Regions from separate parts of the Sus scrofa genome. Here region 2 is linked to region 1. The links are chromatin contacts, called in public HiChIP or PLAC-seq maps. All regions are on one chromosome and are shown on one strand. The core of a region is the stretch at or near the end of the contact, and the rest is flanking DNA. Distances in the headings are between cores, read along the strand shown.

What was found. HiChIP or PLAC-seq counts read pairs in DNA pulled down with a chosen protein or histone mark.
Region 2: an H3K27ac HiChIP or PLAC-seq map of alveolar macrophages shows a contact between it and region 1, with 5 times the contacts expected there. The contact joins the enhancer-like site here to the promoter of MRPL52 in region 1. A contact is called at or near these places in 1 of 5 promoter capture datasets (fetal liver), 12 of 47 Hi-C or Micro-C datasets (embryonic fibroblasts, epiblast stem cells, fibroblasts and 5 more) and 2 of 2 datasets of contacts at active chromatin or transcription factors (alveolar macrophages and skeletal muscle).

The regions. Positions count from the first base shown.
Region 1 is chr7:76,190,035-76,193,111 of Sscrofa11.1, reverse strand. MRPL52 (mitochondrial ribosomal protein L52) reads left to right here and starts at 1,500. Exons shown (of 5, transcript NM_001185151.1): 1 at 1,500-1,548; 2 at 1,651-1,711; 3 at 1,790-1,857. The coding sequence starts at 1,521.
Region 2 is chr7:76,452,069-76,455,367 of Sscrofa11.1, reverse strand. All of the region lies in intron 2 of DAD1 (defender against cell death 1), which reads right to left. Among named protein-coding and RNA genes, the nearest start is that of DAD1, 22 kb to the right of the region's middle. Within about 2 kb of position 1,912, at least 11 of the 83 cell types and tissues checked have an H3K27ac peak or open chromatin away from gene starts, as enhancers often do. A contact at or near this core is called in alveolar macrophages and epiblast stem cells, where this site is marked.

The DNA of each region.
Region 1 (3,077 bases), core at 251-2,750:
CCTCTTTCAAAGCACAGTTGAGAGCCACCTCCTGTGGAAAAACCTCCCAGTCTTACAGGAGGAAATGATAAACTTCCAGATAGGCCATTACACCACTCCTTCAAGTTTGCCCAGTCAGCAGTGTCTAGTCTAGTCCTACAGTAACGGCCACTTTTGTAGGAGTTCCACCATTTATAAAGCACTTTCACTTACCTTATCATTATTAAAATGTTTTCATAAATGTGGTATAATAAGCTTTTTTTCAATGAAGAAATTAAAGATAAAGGACTTCCCAAAAGCAAGTACAGGCATACCTCAGAGATAATTCATGTTCTGTTCCAGACCAGCACGGTAAAGCAAATACCAAGATAAAGTGTGTCCCACGAATTTTTTACTTTCCTAGTATATGTAAAAATTATATTCACACTATACTGTAGTCTATTAAGGGTGCAATAGCATTATGTCTAAAAAAAAGGATATACCTTAAAAATACTTCATTGCTAAAAAAGGCCAAAACAATTACAACAGTAATGTCAAAGATCACTGATCACAGACACCATAACAAATATTATAATGCCAAAGCTGAAAATACTCAAGAATTACCAAAATGTAACACAGAGACAGGAAGTGAGCTGTTGGAAAATCTGGCATGGATAGACTTGCTCTATGCAAGGCTGCTACAAACCTTCAATTTGTACAAAATGCATTACCTGCAAAGCACAGTAAAATGAAGTATGTCTGTGAGTGATTCTTTTTTTGTTTAAAAGGAGAGAGGAAGCCACGGATCTGGGTTGGCCACTTACTACCTACCTCACAAGGTTTTTACAGGCTTATATTAGACAATGGTGGTGGAAGCTCTTAAAAAAACGAAATGGGATCTTAGCTCTTCCTCAAGAAAACCTTGACTGCCTACTCTGGATCAAGTTCTCATCATATACTCACAAACAACTCCTACTTCCCTTCCCAGCACTCATCTCAGCTGTAATACTACAGCAATGTGTGTAATTGATAATTGTCATCTCTCTCTAGACTAGGAGCTCTATCCTAATAGCGACTTCTGCTTTGCTCTCCATAGACTCTCCTGCACGGAAGGAATACAGTGCTTGTCACACATAAACTCTTCAATATTGTTTCATAAATAAGTGAGAACTGAAACCTAGATTTGAGTCTTAGGCTGGGGAAAATGTTACAGTGATGCTAGAAGACAGAATGAGGTCACGTGAATGTCACTCAACTGAGAAATGAGAATAAATTTCAAAGGACTAGAGATCCCCAGGGGCGACGAAGGGCGTTTCCAAAGGACAGTTCAGAACGGCTCAGTCTGGAAGGACGCGACTTCCACCAAAGTTGTAGCCACCACTGAGGATTCACACGACGCCTAAAAAACCGGGGAGGCAGCTTTATCCCTCTATTCCGTACGGCGAGCCAAGATGGCGGGGCCCGTGATTGAAAACCAGATTCAAGATGGCTACTTCCGGCTTCCCCCGCAGCGTCCCGCGTGGCCATCGAGGCCACGCCCATTTCCGGCTCTGCGCCTCAGCATGGCTGCTTGGGGTATATTGCTATCTAGTAAGTGTGTATAGGGTAGGTGGCTCGGGAGCTTGCAGGGATGGGACGGGACCCCTGAGTTGGCCGCACAGTCGCTCTTCCAACTCTGTCCTCTGTTCCCAGCAGGTGTCCGGAGGCTGCACTGCGGAACGGCGGCTCAGGCGGGCAGCCAGTGGCGACTCCAGTGAGTGCCGGTCTGGGGGGCTCTGGGGTGGACCAGAAGCTGAACTTAGTCCTCACCGGGCTGTTTTTCTCCACCCAGGCAGGGCTTTGCTGCCAACCCCTCTGGCTACGGACCTCTTACGGAGCTCCCAGACTGGTCTTACGCGGGTGAGCACTAATCAGGCTAATTCTACTTCAGAGGAAACGCCTCTGGACGGAGTTGGGGGAGGTGTCACGGTGGGGGTGTGTCTGAGCCGACCACGTATTGAGTTTTTTTTTTCCTTTAACTTTTATTGGGGTGTCGTTAAATGTATTGAACTTTATCTTTGCAGTGGGGACGGGGTGCGGGGGGGGAGAAACCCTGTCGTTTGTTTTGGAAATTAAACTACCGTCTATGGAAAGTAAAACTAGACAGGATCTTCTTGGCTTTGGGGGATAAGCAGAAGATAATTCTGATTTGGGACGTCCTGGGGGAGTGACAAGACTTTACGCTGGTCAAAGAGGAATATGGTTTTTTCTAAGTTACCAAGAACCGCTCTTCTGTGTGGTGAATACATTGTTGAGAATTTGTTACCAAGCTCAAGGAGAGCTCTTTGAAAGGCTGCCTAAATGAGCATCTCAGAGAGAAGTGCAAAAGGGCGAGCACAGAGGATGGTGAGCTCCCTTAGGAAAAGTTTCTCCCTTTACGTTAAAAAAAAAAAAGAAAAAAGAATCCTAGAAAGGAAAGCCCTTACAAAAGTTGAAGCCTCTCTCCACTCTCTTGGGACTCCAGTTCACAGGTGGGAAAATTGATGCCTACAGAAGTATTGCTAGGGAGCACACAGCTAGGTAGTAGCAAAGACAGGAGTAGAACTGGGCAAAGGCCAGGCCCCCTTCAGCAGCACAGAGACTTGAGTATTGGATTCTGTAGGAGTATAAAACCTGCTCAATCAAATACTTTGTGACAGAGGAGGATGGTGAAGATTGTTTTCCTACTTTTTTTTTTTTTCTCTTTTTTTGGCTGCCCCATGGCATATGGAGTTCCCAGGCCAGGGATCAGATCCACACCACAGATCCTTTAACCTGGGCCAGGGACTGAACCTGTGTCCTGGTGCCACAGAGATGCTGCCTATCCCACTGTGCCATAGTAAGAATTCCTCTACCTGGTGTTTACTGCAGGAAGCCTAGGATCTCTCTGAAGTAGTATGGAATATTGGAAAGCCTGAAACTGATTCTTAATCCAGGCTTCTCTACTTGTTAACTTTGTGGTCTTACACAAATTACTTACTTGTATCTCAGTTTCTACATTTGTTAAACAAGAATACCTATCTCAGATGGTTCTTGTAAGGATAAAATGAAATAACCAACGTAAAGCACCTAATATACACAGTACTGGTTTCCTTTCCTGA
Region 2 (3,299 bases), core at 663-3,162, 260 kb before region 1:
TTCATTTAGTTGTTTTTTTTTTTTTTTCTCTCTTTGAAATATTAGCTCAACAAAAGTAGACTATTCACCAGCTCAGAAGAATGATTTCAACTGTTAAATAGGGGAGAAGGTTTCAGGAAACTGACTAATAAAATTCCCTCCCCTGATATCGCAGCATGAAGGTGGAAGACAACTACTGAGAAGAGTTAGCATGACTTCTTCAGTCCATTCACCCAAGGGGGAAAGACAGCACCGTTTGACTAGCCTGTTCTCATCATCTTAAGAGAAAGCAAGGCACAACACAAAGAGCCATTAAAAATAATTACTCTCTGTAGAGACACAAAAGATGATGCCAGACAGGGTCATTTCTATCTGGAATCTGTATGCTTCCCCAGCACCATCTCTATTCAGACACCAGCACTGAGCAGATTACACTCAAATACTGATTCTCCTTCAGATCCATCTCATTCCTGATCCTAGTCACCCAATTAATACTGAAATTGGAGAAAATGTAAATCGAAAACTATTCTGCAGAAACGCTAGGTTCAGAGCTCAATGTGAATCACTATAATTTCAGGAGGCACAGATCATCTACTTCTAAAAATAAAAGGAGCTTTAGAGATCAGCTAGTCTAACCCTCTCATTTATAGATGAAGAAACTCACCTGATCTGTCCAGAGCTGTGCTGTTCAACACCACAGCCACTAGCCACAGGTAACCATTTAAACTTAGCTAAATGAATAAAATTTAAAATTCAGTGCCTCCGTCACTTAGCCATATTTCAAATGTTCAATAACTACATGTAGCTAGCACTGCAGTGGCTGGCACAAAATTCCATCTCCCCAACACCAAGTTCTACTGAACAGCACTGGTCCAGGGTCACCCTCGCTAGATAAGCCAGGACTCCCAATCTGCACTCTCCTCCATTTCTTTCGGACCACATTAAAGATAACCAACTTTTGCAGAAACATCTCGGATAACCTGTCTTCAGCCTTTCTTATCAACCTCTCCTAAGTTTTTCTCATTTAAAAAAGAGAAGCAGGAGTTCCCGTCGTGGCGCAGTGGTTAAGGAATCCGACTAGGAACCATGAGGTCGCGGGTTCGGTCCCTGCCCTTGCTCAGTGGGTTAATGATCCGGCGTTGCCGTGAGCTGTGGTGTAGGTTGCAGACGCGGCTCGGATCCCGCGTTGCTATGGCTCTGGCGTAGGCCGGTGGCTACAGCTCCAATTCGACCCCTAGCCTGGAACCTCCATATGCCGCAGGAGCGGCCCAAGAAATAGCTAAAAAGACAAAAAAAAAAAAAAAAAAAAGAGAAGCAACTTTACTACTATTAATGGAAACCTTCCAACGAGATGTATATATTCATCATCCCAAAGTCTCTAAACATAATAGAGGAAGGAATGTAAAAGTTTGGAGTCAAATGTCTTTTATTAAGTTTCCACTTGGTCACATTAGTTTCAGGCTCTGGAGAAGTCAACTTACATTTCACCAAGGTTTAATTACCTCAGGTGTAAACCAGGAATACTACTATTTGTCTCCCTTCATCACAGGGGAGGCCGTGAGGATCACATGGGCTGCTGTGTATATGTGTGTCCTGCAAGCCTGGTAATGGGAGAACTGTAAAACATTTGACAAATGATGTCTCATTTTATAAAAGGCCTTATACAAATATTGCACGTTTTGTTACAGACGGTCACACTTTAACTCTCCATCTCCTGTGATGGACGATGAAAACCTGGTAATATGGATAAAAAATAACTGAAGAAAAAAGCAAGAAGAGGGGAAAAAAGCAAAGCTCAAATGAGGATCCACACAAACAGCACGGTTCTCCTCAAACACAATGGGATTATCATGAATACTATTCATCAGAGGCTTTAACAGCATGCGAGAGCCTCTGAGGACCATCCAGGCCAATCCCCTCCTTGTGCAGACAGGGAAACTGGGGCCCAGAGATAAGCTTATTTGTCCATGAAACTAGTTAACAACACAGGTCTCCCGACTTCTAGCCTCCTGCTCGTTCCCCACCCCACAGCCCCTCATAACAATTGTTTCCTTGGCTCCTTTCTTCCACAACACTTGCCATGTGTCTTAGCATCCATGTAACTAATAATACAAGCTATTCTATTCTACACTTTCTTGAAGCTGAAAATAATTTATTCATTCACACATTCCTTCAGCAAACATGCACTGTGACCCTTAACGCTATGCTAATAAAGTCCCTATCCTCAGAGAAATTAGAAGTCCAGTGGGAGAGACAGGAAAACGAATGGTTTCATAACAATATGGTAAGTGCAGAGTTAGAGGCATACACCAGGGGACCCTAAGAGCCCCAAGAGGAGGCTCCTAAGCAATTCAGGGGCAGGATGACTTCCAGGAGGAACCATCTGGGCTGCAAGGACAGAGAAAATAAGGCAGGGGATGAGCTTTATAAACACAAATCTACTTAATATTCTTTTTTATGTAGCTTTTAATAAATGGACCAAATACAAAATAGAGTTCAGTCACCAATTAGAGAATTATCAATTAGCTTTTTTATTTGTAATAAATAAAATAAACAGGTTCAAGGTGTTTTTTTGTTTTGTTTTGTTTTTTTAGGACCATACCCTCGGCATATGAAAGTTCCCAGGCTAGGAGTCCAATCAGAGCTCTAGCTGCCAGCCTACATCACAGCCACAGCAATGTGGGATCTGAGCCGCATGTGCAACCTACACTACAACTCATAGCAACACAGGATCCTTAACCCACTGAGTAAGACCAGGGATCAAACCAGAGTCCTTGTGGATACTAGTCGGGTTTATTACCACTGAGCCACGACAGGAACTCCAGGTTCAAGGTTTCAAAAATAAGAGGAAAAGAATCTCATCTTCTAATCAGGTAAAAATGAATTGAAAAAAAGATTATACTCTGCCAACTCAAAATATTTTTCTACAAATTTAGAATAGTTCCTTTTTTTGATAACTTATTTAGTGACTAGACCTAATTCAATAGAAGGTAAAATGTCACAGAGAAAATGAAATAAAAAATAAGCCACACACACACACACACACACACCCGCACCAATGAAAAATTAAAGATTATTGCCAGTTTGAGATCAAGCTGAGAACAAAAACAGGTCTAGAATAAACCAAAAAGGAAGCCCTTGAACTGACAAGGTAAGAAAAGGAAATATTAAAAGGTAAACATGTGGGTCTCTGTGCACTTGGTCTTCCCTATATAACAAAGCCCTGGGGCTACTTTAAGGTTACACATCTTTTTGTGCCTAACTCGACATCGCCCCCTTTTGGCCAGAATGTAAAGTCACCCCCTCCCACCCAATACATA